2 separate regions of the Gossypium hirsutum genome follow, and region 1 is linked to region 2. A link is a contact called in public Hi-C data. All regions are on one chromosome and are shown on one strand. Each heading gives the region's core, a stretch centred on a gene start, on an enhancer-like site or on the middle of the called end of the contact. The rest is flanking DNA. Distances are from core to core; before and after follow the strand shown.

The links. Hi-C and Micro-C count contacts between places; a contact is called where the count stands out from the background.
Region 1: a Hi-C map of leaf shows a contact between it and region 2, with 2.9 times the contacts expected there. The contact joins the enhancer-like site here to the promoter of LOC121203024 in region 2. A contact is called at or near these places in 5 of 34 Hi-C or Micro-C datasets (all in leaf).

The regions. Positions count from the first base shown.
Region 1 is chrA03:99,611,034-99,617,758 of Gossypium_hirsutum_v2.1, reverse strand. It overlaps LOC107886611, which reads left to right. Exons shown (of 3, transcript XM_016810636.2): 3 at 1-1,474. Among protein-coding and RNA genes, the nearest start is that of LOC107886611, 8.2 kb to the left of the region's middle. Within about 2 kb of position 2,413, at least 9 of the 9 cell types and tissues checked have an H3K27ac peak or open chromatin away from gene starts, as enhancers often do. A contact at or near this core is called in leaf, where this site is marked.
Region 2 is chrA03:99,442,710-99,449,289 of Gossypium_hirsutum_v2.1, reverse strand. LOC121203024 (U4/U6 small nuclear ribonucleoprotein Prp31 homolog) reads left to right here and starts at 4,398. Exons shown (of 7, transcript XM_041099860.1): 1 at 4,398-4,680; 2 at 4,799-4,864; 3 at 4,966-5,996; 4 at 6,113-6,183; 5 at 6,475-6,577. The coding sequence starts at 4,678.

The DNA of each region.
Region 1 (6,725 bases), core at 1,164-3,663, 170 kb before region 2:
CTTGGCCTCTGTTGCGTAGCTTTATGATTTGGTCCATTGGTGATGGTAAGTCTGTTTGCTGTTGGGAGGGTTGTTGGGTTCCTGATAAAGGATCTCTCAAAAATTATGTGTCGGGATATGGTTTTTTCGATCCTAAGACCACTGTTAGTGAGATGGTTTTGCCTAATGGGGTGTGGAATCTTGCCCTTTTTAGATTATGGTTACTTGAAGATGTAGTGGAGCGCATCATTAGCATTCCTCCTCCCATGATTCAGGCTGGATCGGATTGCCTCTCTTAGTCAAGAACAACGTCTGAAGTTTTCTCTGTGAAGAGTGCTTTCATGTTTTGAAAGAGGAATCTTGGCATCCGTAAGAGACAAAATGGAAAAAGATTTGGAAAATTCCAGGGTTGCATCGTGTGAAACATTTCCTCTGGTTAATTCTCAAACAAAGACTTTTAACTAACTCGGAGAGAGTTAGAAGGGGTATTGAGCAGGACGCGTCATGTCAACTTTATGGTCATTCCATGGAGGATGCTTTGCATATTCTTAGAGACTGTGCATTTGCAAAGGAAATTTGGCATCAGATCATTCCTACTTCCTAGCTTAGGAATTTTTTCTCTGTTACAGTGTTTGATTGGCTTAATTCGAATTTGCAACTTTATTCTTCCAATAGGCAGAGCGATGGGTCTTGGCCTTGCCTCTTTGGGATCATTCTTTGGTGCATTTGGAAGAACCGAAATTTAATTATTTTTCAAGGAGCTGGCTTGAGTTCGAAGGATATTATCAGTGCTTCTTTTAGTTGGGTAAAACATTTTCTTTACTCTTTTAATGAAGGAATGGATTTGTAGCCGAAGCAGTTCTCAGTTTGCCAGAATTCAGGTATGTATGTAGTTTTTAATACTGATGGTGCTGTTCACTCTGTGTCGGTCTTTCTGCTGCAGGTGGTGTGCTGTGTAACAATAAAGGGAAGTGGATCCTTGGTTTTTCTCACTTCTTGAGGAAATGCTCTGTCGCCACTGCTGAACTATGGGGCTTGCTGGATGGTTTGCTCATCTCTCAAAAATAAGGCTATAATGAGGTCATCATTCGTTCAGATAATCTTGAGAATGTGATCTTGATTAGTGAAAGCAAGGCTGGTATTTCTAATAATGCACTTATTAAGAGGATACAACAAATTTTGGCTTCGGAAGAAAATTGGTTCTTGACTTATGTTCCGAGAGAAACCAATCGGGTTGCTGATGCTTTGGCTAAAATATCCCTGTCAAGTGGTTCCTCCCTGCGTATCTTCGAGTCTCCTCCTTCTAGTATAAAAGATATTTTGCAGGACGATAATTTTGTTGATAACTCTCTCATGAATCATTTTATGTAATCGATTGTTTTGTTTACCAAAAAAAAATTAGGATAACAACTATATCAATTAAACTAGGATTGAATCTGTAATTTAATTATTATTGTATATTAAAAATTGTCACTCCAATTATGTTTTGGATTAATATGAGGTATATGGAAAAAAAACAGAAGTAGCATTACCGTAATTTATTTAAACAGAGAGCCTTGTGTTAATTTAAAAGAAATAATAACAACTACTTATTTTATTCCTTAAGAGAAAAGGAAAAAAAATTATATAAATTCCACAGCGTTCCGTCGACTCGTCCCAACTTCCACCCACCACCCGGTACGGACATGGAAACACGTGTAACACTCCCGCCATCGTATCCTCGCAAACGACCTAAACACGAAGTGGGGCCCATATTCATCATCCGTCCACGTCGTCCTCAATAAGGGAAGATCGTGGGTTTATCTTAGTTAGCCCCCCGCGACACGTGGTAACCACGTGAGAATAAAAAGGTAGAAGTGCTGCCTTGGGGGGGGGCCTTACTCGCTCCTAAAATTTTCGAACCGAATGCGTGGGGCCCAATATTATCTGGTCGCCGCATTCCGCGGATTGGCTGATCAATGTAAAAGGCGGGCCCCATTTCGTCCCTATCCAAAACCCATTCGATGGGTTCCATTTTAGCTAAGAATGTTCCATATCGTATCTTTCACGCATCCATTTTCTTTTATTTTCTACCTATGATTTAATTCCATAGACAGAGCCGAGTTACCATGTATGATGTATGTGATGAAATTAATTTGTAAGTATTATTGTTGATTTGCAACATTAAGCTCTGACTACAAATATTATTTATTTTTTGAATAGAATTATTAGTAGTAAGCATAAGGACTAGCAGCGTGCTTCAAAATTTGACCTTTAGATTACCATAATCATGACGTGTGAATGCTTAAAATTCTTCCAAATCCTTTGTAACGTATCAATCAATCACGACTTTTTTAACTCTGTAAAGCCAAACATGAGGTCTTTTCTAAGCACTGAAGAATGAGGGTTGCATGCCCATAAAGAGGCCCAAACTGGCAAGCCCAGCAAAAAAAGAAAAATGAAAAAATGTAATAGATTAGGTCTCTCTAAAAGTAGAGTTATCTGCTTGGTTCCGTAGATTTGATCTATTCAAATCCTGGCTCGAGCCGATATACAATTTTAATGATACAAATAAAGGTAAATTATTTATTTGGTCACCTAATTTTTAGGATGTACTTTTTTTGATCATACAAATATTTTTTTTTTGTAATTTTCTCACCTCCATTAGAAGACTTTCATTTTGGTCCTCCAGACCTTAAATCTCCAAGGACAGCTGATTAGTCATCATTTTTTTTTAATTTTTGACCCAGCACTGTTCATCTTCTTCCTCCTGAATCAATTTTTCTCTCCAAGCCATTTCTTTCTTTTCTTTCTTTGCTAACAGCAGGTATGTGCACACCAAAGGGAGGGAGGGAGAGATGAGTTCGCTTAAGCTCCAAAAACAACTCTCAGAGAGCATTCTATAGTGTGGAAAATGAAAGGTTTGGCTCGATGCAAATGAAGTCAACGAGATCTCCATTGCCAATCAACTTTGATCGTTTTGTAATAATAAATTTTAAGTCGAGGTATGATACTATGATTCGGACTTGATTTCGCATCGTTTGCTGCCAAATTGTGAAAACGAAGCGAAATGCTTTAAATTTTTAGGAATTTAATATGTGATAACTGATGTAGTTTACTTACAAGCTTTTTTTTTTTCTTAGTGATCTATAACAGTAGAGTGTTATAAAGTTTACTCAGATAAGCTTTTGCATATATACAATTCGATTTCTGGTTATGCTGTTATTTATTTGTTTACTTCTTCTGAGAAAGAAAACGATTTCAAGTAAAGCATATAGTGAATGCTACATCAATTGACTTGGGATTTCCTGCATGAGAAAATCAAAATTTCAGATTAGTAATAGTGCTGCAAAAGGTTAAATCATTGTTTTCTCTTCTCATATTTATAAATAAATTTCTTTTTCATCTTTTCCTAACAGGTTCAAGTTGATGTAATCTATTAATAGTCGATGGATTTGTTAGTTTGTTTGTAGCTTAGCACAAAAAATTGTTCTTTTTTTAGTTATTGTCATGTTGATATTTGGATTGGCAATTGCAGGCCATAATATAAGGAAGCTGGTTAAAATGGTTTTATCATCAGGAAACCAATTGAGATTCAGGGTTAATTTGGCAATCCTTTTTTAGAATTACTTTTGAAAAGTACTTTTGAAAAATTTAGTTTAAAATTTGAGTGTTTAGCATTACTCTCAAAAAGTACTTTTGAGAAATAAAATGTCCATTTTAGACATGTTATTATCAAGTAACAAATATACATTTAAATAATATTTAAATTAGTTAATATTATTATATTTTAGTAAGAATATAAAAAAAATTATTGTAATTTCTTAATATTTTAATATAAAATATAAAATTATATATTTTTAAGCAATAAATATTAATTATTTATAAAATTTAATTAGAATATATAAATTATATTTTAAATATTTAAATATAACTATTAAATATTTGTAATTAGTATTTTAAAATATATATTTTTTTATTTTTAATTAATAATTTTAATACATTTGTAATTAAGTACCAAGAAAAAAAAGGAAAAGTAATATGTTATTGGAGGGGTGAAAAAGTAATTAAGCACTAAAAGTGCTTTTGGGAGAGGGAAAGCTAAAAATTTTAGTTTCTCCTTCTCAGAAGTACTTTTCAAAAACACTTCTGAAAAGCTAAAAATTTCAGCCAAAAGTAACTTGTTCTGCACAGCTTTTCTTCCAGAAGTGCTTCTGGAGCCAAAAGTGCTTTTGAAAAGCAATGCAGAACTGGCCCTCACTCTCAGTCTCGTACACGCTGCATGAGGAAGGTAAGAGAAAGGGGTGTCACTCTTGGCATTGTCAATCTAGGGGAAAAAAATTGAATTAAGGAAGAAAAAGATGATGAACAGTGCTGGGCCAAAAATGGTAAAAAAATAAAAATCACGTGGCATATGCAACCAACTGTGGTATTAAATTGTAAATTTTTTATTTAAATGATCAAAATGAAAATATTCTAAAAAATTGAATGATTAATCAAATAATTTATCCTAAAAATAATTATAAAATAAAAATATATAAATTAAAGATAAATCTTAAAATTACATGTTAAATTTAATTTAAAAATGAATTTTCAAAAATTTCACTCATGCTATAATTTATTTTGATTTAAAATTACATCTTTACTTATATATGCTATAAATTTTTTTTAATTGTGAATCTATATAGTATAAGCTAAAGCGGGGACTAGTTTTTCTACTGTAAAATTAAATTTATTTTGAAGTAAATCAGTAAAAATTTAGATAGAGCTAAGTTTAAACATTGAAAATATGGTCTTGAACTATTTTTTTTAGCTTTTTCCTTTTTTTTTATTTATCTTTTGCACTTTATTAAGCTCTCGAATTATTGTTGTTTGTCAAACTGGTCATGGACAAAAAAAGAAAGTTAACAATGTCATTAACTTGCTGACATGGAAAAGTTAAGGATGCAATTAAATTGCTATTCATTCAAATCAGGATCGGAAAGAATGGCTCGACGTGAATGCCAACTCGAAAATATGGTTCCGGCAGCACATGACTCCTTGGAACTTTGTTTTCTCCTTCATGCTTAGTGAATTTTGGTTGACAATAAATCCTCTGGTATTTAAGGAAATCCAATCAAGTGATAAGAATCCAAAAACAACAATGGAAAAAGCTGATGAGTGTGCCAACACCTTCAATAGTGGGAGTTACATGGACAACACCTGCATTTGATTGGTTAAAATTGAATTGGGAAGAATCTTCCAAAAGCAACATGAGCAAGATAGGAGCTGGAAGTCTCATCGGAAATCCAGAAGGGAATGGATCATCGGTTCATTGAAAGTAGAGCTATTATGGACTATTCAAGTTTAAAAGTTTGTTTTAAAAGTGAGAGGATTTAGATAAAAATATATGTCCGAAAAATGAGATTGGAAAAATAATAAGACATTCTTTCTAAATGAGCTGGGCCTTGAGTAGAATTTTTTAACTTGGGTCGACCCAGCCAGCCTAAATCAACTGTTTTACTGTTGTTTCGTTGCTTGGATAGAATTACTTTTTTTTTAGTTTTTTTATATAAAAATAATCTAAAAATATTTAATATGAACAGGTCGAGTCAGATTCGAATTTGACAATTTTAATTTAAGATCAGATTTAATCAAAATTTTAAACTTATTTATCGAGTCGGACCGAACACGAACCTAAAAAAACCTTAATATTTTTCATCGACTTGACCCAACCATAATTAGGTGTAATTGACACATACCTCAGCCAATGAGTTTAGCGCATCGATGCTGGAAAACTAGAAATTTCATCAGTCATATTAGTAGTCAGAAAGTGATGAAGCACGTATTCAAAGAAAAGAACAGATATACGAGCGATTTTCTTTAGCAAGCGTTTTGTTGTGTAAGTTGGGTGTGTTGATGCTTGATAGGGGTTGATTTTATCAATTTTGGACAGTAGGACCGAAATCTCTAGGCTGGTAAGGTCTTTGATCTTCTGACCATTGGATAAACATTAAGATTCGGTCACAAAATTATTTGACATGATTATGATTTTTTCTCAAAAATTTTCCTATAAATAAAGCAATAAAAAAAATTCCTCAGGCAGAGAATAAAGAATAAAGAGAATCGGAGAGTAAAGAGAGAGCATATTTTTATTGACTAATCGAGATATTTATAAAGTTTTTCCAAAGTCTCTATTTATAGGCATAAGAAGTATAAATAAAGTAGAGATCTACTTCTAATGATTATTAAAATTTAAAATAGATCAATAAAATAGATCAAAACTTACTTAAATTTGATGGACATCTATTTAATAAGATATTCATAACACTTTCCCTTGAATGTCCATTGATAGATAATTTGTATAATTAAAATCTTACTAAGATAAAAACTCTGTGGGAAAAAAATTTCCTAATAAAGGAAATAGAGTGCACATATCTATAATACGCATAATATGCTACCTCATTAAAAATCTTACAAAGAAAACCCAATCGGACAAAACTTCGGTTAAAGGAAAAAGATTACAACTCGTATTTACTCCTATTCATGAAAACATCACATAATATCTAATATTCTATGTATTTAATCTTAAATACTAGCTTTTCAAATGACCATTTGAACGTATTTGCTAAGCATAAATTCCTTCTTTTGAAAGTCATGAGTGGGGAAAAATTTTGAGGAAATATATTTTGATCTCTTCAAGAGTTTCAACAATAATCATAACAAATTTTAATCACGATCCCTCTATAAAAATACAAATAGGTATTTTGGATCATTTCATAATCCTT
Region 2 (6,580 bases), core at 3,149-5,648:
TTTATAAATATTTACGGAGTGGCAAAAAGATGGTATTAAAGTTTCCTTGAAAAATTTTATCGTTTCGATAGTTAATTAAGTAAAAAGGACTAAATCGCGTAAAATGCAAAAGTTGCATTCTAATTGTTTAAGTGTTTATTTTCTATGTTTTACTAAAGTATAAGTCCCTATTTATCAATTAAACCATTACTTTATGATAGTTGAGATTGGTGGTTTGGCATATATGAAATTATGTATTATTACAAAGGACAAAAAGGTAAATGGAATATTAAAATGTATTAAATAAACATAAAACATAAAATGGCCATGCAAATTTTATCTCTTGGCCGAATATGGAGGAGAAAAGAAAGCCATTGAAGCTTCCTTAGTTTCGGCATTTGCATGAAGTGATTTAGATCAAGTTAAGCCTCGTACGAGTCTATATCGAGGGAAAAACGAAGTATCGGATTCGTCGATCTAATTTATCGTTACCGCGAACAAGGTAAGTTCGTATGCAATAAGCATTGTTAAATTTATGTTTCTAATGCTTTAATATCGTATAAATTGTATATACGTGAATATTTTAATATCTGACGACATATCGACAAAATGTGACACTTAGTGTGCGGGGCAATCAAATATGGTACTCAGTGTACGAAATATTGAGAATGGCACTTAGTGTACGAAATATTGAGAATGGCACTTAGTGTGTGAGATATTGAGAATGACACTTCGTGTGCAAAATATCGAATGATTCAAAGGGCAATTATAAATTGTGATTGAATGATTAAATAGAGTAAAGTGAATAGGTATACATGCTATATTATATTAATTGTTTATGAGACGACTTTATAATGGTGATATTCGGGCTTTGAGCCTAGCAAGCTTTAAGCTGGTGAATAATATTATCGAGCTTCGGGCCTAGCAGGCTATAATGCCGGTGAAATGATATCGGGCTTCAAGCCTAGCAGGCGAAATGCCGGTGAATAAGTTCAGACTTAAAGTCTAGCAGGCTTCGTGCCGGTGATGAATTCGGGTTTAAAATCTAGCAGGCTAAATGCCGGTGATTTGATAAAAGTCTAAGACTATGAGACCTTGTGTTAAATCGGCAATTGAATTCGTTCAATACATTAAGTTGGCCAGGTATGTGATATATACTTATGCATGTTAGATCGATTGGAATTGAATCATGAATGTGAAATGAGAAGCATAGGTGAAAATGCCTATGTCATATATGTGAGTAAGGGTAAAACCATCGTAAATTATCGATAAGGGTGGGCTATGTGCGGAACCATCTTATAATTGCTAATTTGAACGGTTGTGTGCGAATCATTGAGCATGATGTATTGTATTGAGATTATGCTTAAGTGAAATTATAGATATGTGATGAAATTGATTGGTGATATACATGTTTAAATAATGTGAATGCAAAGAATGTGTGAAAGAGTAAATTTGTAATAAATCTGCTTGGGACAACAGCAATAATGTGATTTTGGAAAATCACCATAAATTTTGGGAGTTGATTTAGAAGCTGAATAAATTATATAATTAAATCTTAATGAGTCTAGTTTCTTATAAAAGAAACCGTGTAAGCAAAAGAATTGCTGATAATGAGATATTTGAAGTGGCGTGGGATAGAGTCAAATGATTTCAGGGTCCCCTGTTCTGTTTTTAGAAAATCATTATAATTTGTACAAAAATGGTTATAAGATAAAATTTATATGCGTAGACTCCTTAATGAGTCTAGTTTCAAATGAAATCAACGAGAACATATTTTTAATTCTGTACAATGAGAAATTTGATTCGTAGTGAAGAGTGGTCAAATTAGTCAAACGGTGAAATAGGGAAAATTTTAAGAAAAATCTGGTATTGATTGGTCAAACCAAAAATTCTAAAAATTTTATGGATGGAAGATATATGAGTATATTTTCAGGGAAAATTAACGGCAATTGATTTTGAGTTTCGTAGCTCCAGTTATAAATAATTTAGTGACTGTTGCTCAGGAAGACAACTTGTAGTGAATTTGTGATTATGTTGTAAACATTGATAAAACTTGTTAATGAGTTGCTTATTGTTTTCATATGAACTTACTAAGCGTAAAGCTTACTCTCCCTTCCTTTCCCATGTTCTTTAGGGTTGTCAGGTTTGCTCGGGTTGGAGTTCGTCGGAGATATTATCACACTGTCAAGCTAACGCTATTGGTGTAGTGATTTCAAGTACTTTGAGTCTATGGCATGTATAGGAGTTTAAATATTAGAGTATGTGATATGACTTTAACCATATGTGTTGGCCTATTTTGACTATGTGGCTATAAATCCATTTTAATTATGCATGTATGTGCTATGGTGTTACGTGATGAGTTTATAATGATTATAGCATGAATGTGGTAAAGATGTGAGTAAAATCTATGATATCTATTGCATGTGAAATTGCCATAATCATGATATGTTAGGAATGTTTAAGTACCTAATTTTGCCATGTTGTATGTTATTGTATAAGTATGCGCGCATGTGTTGTGAGTGTGACAAAATGGCTTGGAAAATAGCCTTGTATTTGTCCACACGGGTAGGCACACGGGCGTATGTCATGGCCGTGTTTTAAAGTCAGTGTTGTACATGGGATAAAGGCACGGGCGTGTCTCAAGTCACGCAGGCGTGTGTGACTATACGGTCTATATTCACACGGGCGTGTAGAACCTTAAAGCATGAATTTTTTAAGTTTTTCTTAAGTTCTCGGTTTAGTCCCGAATCGTCTCTAATGTATGTTTTGGGTCTCGTGAGCCCGTTTAAGGGACAAAATTTTTGTGAAACGAAAAGTTTTAAATTGATCAAAATTTTATGGCTCGATTTTATATAGTTGATTGAGTTCAAGTCAGGTAACACCTCGAACCCTGTCCTGGCGTCAGATACGGGCGAAGGGTGTTACAAATTTTATTAAACCCAAGCCTAGAAGAATTTCATATAGGTCCTTAACAGCCTAGCTCTTTCATTTTTTCACATTTCAACCCCTCAATTTATACTTTTCACAATTAAACCCCTAATAGGCATTTTTACTCAAAATCACTTAACAAAACTTGTATAATTATCAACAAATATTCATTTTTCATCATAAAACATTCAAAAGCTCAAGCATTCATCAATGGCACTTCAAAAAATCATTAACAACTTCAAAAATTAAGGCATGTGCTAGCTAGAATACAAAACAACGATCTCAAAAATGTAAAAATAATAAAAAACAGAGCTAAAACCATACTTTGATTGCTTAAATATGCCTAGCCGAATGAAGAACCCTAGTTCTTCTTGCTCTTCTTCTAAATTCGGTTAAAAAGATGATAATGAGGCATGAATTTTACTTTGTTTTATTAATATATATCATTTAAATACTAAATACCAATTTTAACCTTAATAAACATTAATAATAGCACCAAATACTATGCCATTATCATCCATAAACTATTAAATGGTTTAATATCATCATAAGGACTTTTGGTTTAATAAATCATAGCAATTAAACACCTTAAATAAATAAAATGCAACTTTTTGCATTTTACGTAGTTAAGTCCTTTTTCTCAAATTAAGCATTCAAACGCTAAAATTATTTCACGAAACTTTAACACATATATATTCACATGCTATAAACACCAAAAATAATATTAAAATAATTTTTTGACCTCGAATTTGTAGTTCCGAAACCACTGTTCTGATTTAGATAAAACTGAGCTGTTACTTTTCATAACATTTCTTATAAATAATATAATTTTTTATCATAATTTTATAAAATTATAACATTTTTTTACGAATAAGCATATTATTTTTATAATATATAGCATCGACACATAAATAATTTAAATCCATTTTTTTACTATAATTTTTTATAAATAAATATAATATACACTTATATAACATTAGATTATTTTTTATAATAAATTTTATTGTCCTAACATTAAAAAAATTAAGACTTAAGTAATATAATTTTTATTATAACTTTATAAAATACACATAAATTATGTTATAATATAAATTTTTAAGATTTATAATATAATAAATCTTTGATTATAATCGTCCTAAACACTTATATATGTTCATGCTTATAATATAAAAATTTATAACTTAAACTTGTAACAAAATATTTTTTTAAAATTAAAATTGAGTGTAATTATCTGCATAATTACTCCGATTCTCACTCACGCTTTAAGAATTAGAATACTCCAATTATACCAAATTCTCAATAAAATCCGCCAATTATAATTCAATTATTAAACAACTTTTCAAACACTATGTAAGAATTAAAAAGAGTAATTCAAATACTCAAATTAACAACTACGATGATCACCAAAACATACCGCACTTACCGACAAATCCAATTACTGGTGGCTTTTTAAATACTATCTATATATACAATTTTTGAAAAAATAGATGAGCATGAAATTTTTACCAAGATGGATTAAAGCATAAATGATTTCGGGCCAACATAGGAATAGAATGTCTAGCCCATACAAAAGCCGACTCGATAGCATGTTCAAGAAGTTTCCCTATAAATTATTTTCGCTATCTCCCAAATGTTCGTTTATTTGCTCTTCTTTTCTCCGATTAGGGTTCCTTCATTATTCTATTTAGGAAATTTTAATTTTCAACTTGTTTTCGTTTATTCTCTTCGATTTTGGGTTAAACCCTAGAAGGCTCCTCGCGAAAACGTCAGATGGTTAGTTTTCCTTTCTCTAATTACTCTACTTTTTTTTTCTTCTGGAATTATAACACTTTTCTTTCAATAAAATAATTGCATCTAGCTGTCTGTTCTTTTACTTGGTTGTAATTTTCAGGCAACTTTAGCTGATTCATTCCTTGCGGACCTTGATGAATTATCAGACAACGAAGCCGATGTTCTGGTGAGTTGAAACTATACTTACCTTTTCTATTTTGAGTTTCAGCCTCTTTTTTTTTTATTCGATACTTAATCTGAATCGTAATGTTCATATCATTCTTTCAGGAGGAAGAAAATAATGATGTCGCAAACATGGAAGAAGATATTGATGGTGACCTCGCGGATATCGAAACGCTTAACTACGATGATCTGGACAGTGTTTCCAAATTGCAAAAAAGTCAGAGATACATTGATATTATGCAGAAAGTGGAAGATGCGCTCGAGAAGGGTTCTCATATATCAAATCAGGGCATGGTACTGGAAGATGATCCTGAGTATCAGCTGATTGTGGACTGTAATGGACTATCAGTTGATATCGAGAATGAGATTGTTATTATCCATAATTTTATACGTGATAAGTACCGATTGAAGTTTCCTGAGCTTGAATCGCTTGTGCATCATCCAATTGATTATGCTCGTGTGGTGAAAAAGATTGGCAATGAGATGGATTTAACCCTTGTGGATTTGGAAGGGCTTTTGCCTTCAGCTATCATTATGGTTGTTTCAGTTACAGCATCAACTACCAGTGGCAAGCCACTTCCTGAAGATGTTCTCCAGAAAACTGTTGATGCGTGTGATCGTGCTCTGGCTCTGGATACTGCAAAGAAGAAGGTTCTTGAGTTTGTAGAAAGTAGAATGGGATATATTGCACCAAATCTTTCTACTATTGTTGGAAGTGCTGTTGCTGCTAAACTTATGGGTACTGCTGGCGGTCTTTCAGCATTAGCTAAGATGCCTGCTTGTAATGTTCAGCTGCTTGGTGCGAAGAAAAAGACCCTTGCAGGGTTTTCCACTGCAACGTCACAGTTTCGTGTTGGGTATATTGAACAGACAGAGATTTTTCAAACTACACCCCCTGCTTTGAGGAGTCGTGCTTGTCGTCTCTTGGCTTCTAAAGCAACTCTTGCAGCACGTATAGACTCTACTAGAGGGGATCCTTTAGGGAATGCTGGAAAAACCTTAAAGGAAGAAATTCATAAGAAAATTGAAAAATGGCAAGAACCACCTCCTGCAAAGCAGCCTAAACCACTTCCTGTTCCTGATTCTGAACCTAAGAAAAAGAGGGGTGGTCGTCGCTTAAGGAAGATGAAAGAAAGGTAGTTCTGTTATTTGGATTATCATTGAAATGTTTGTTTTTTTCTTTTAAAATTTTTTTCCAGCAATTTGTTTGTGCATTCTGCATTTTTCTTATATCTATGTATGTTATTTTCAGGTATGCTATAACAGATATGAGGAAGCTAGCGAACAGGATGCAATTTGGAGTACCTGAGGAAAGCTCTTTAGGTGAACTTTGATTTTTCTAATTTCTGAAGAATCATTTTTAGTTTTTCTTTTTTTTTTTCTTTAATGATGCTTGAACTCAAAAACCATGTTTTGGGTCTTCAATAGGCTTGTAACCTCTGATTATGTAAATACGATAATGCTTAACTACCTTCTTTAATGAAATGTCTAGTTCTGTATATTCTCTTGAGGAGTTACTTTCATGGAGCAGTTTCTAGAATCTATTTATCAACTAAGAAGAACTTAACCTATTTCCCACGGCTTTCTGACTGTTCATTTCCCTTTTGATATTAGGTGATGGACTAGGTGAAGGTTATGGAATGCTTGGTCAGGCTGGGAGTGGCAAACTGCGTGTTTCAATTGGTCAGAGCAAACTTGCAGCCAAAGTTGCTAAGAAGTA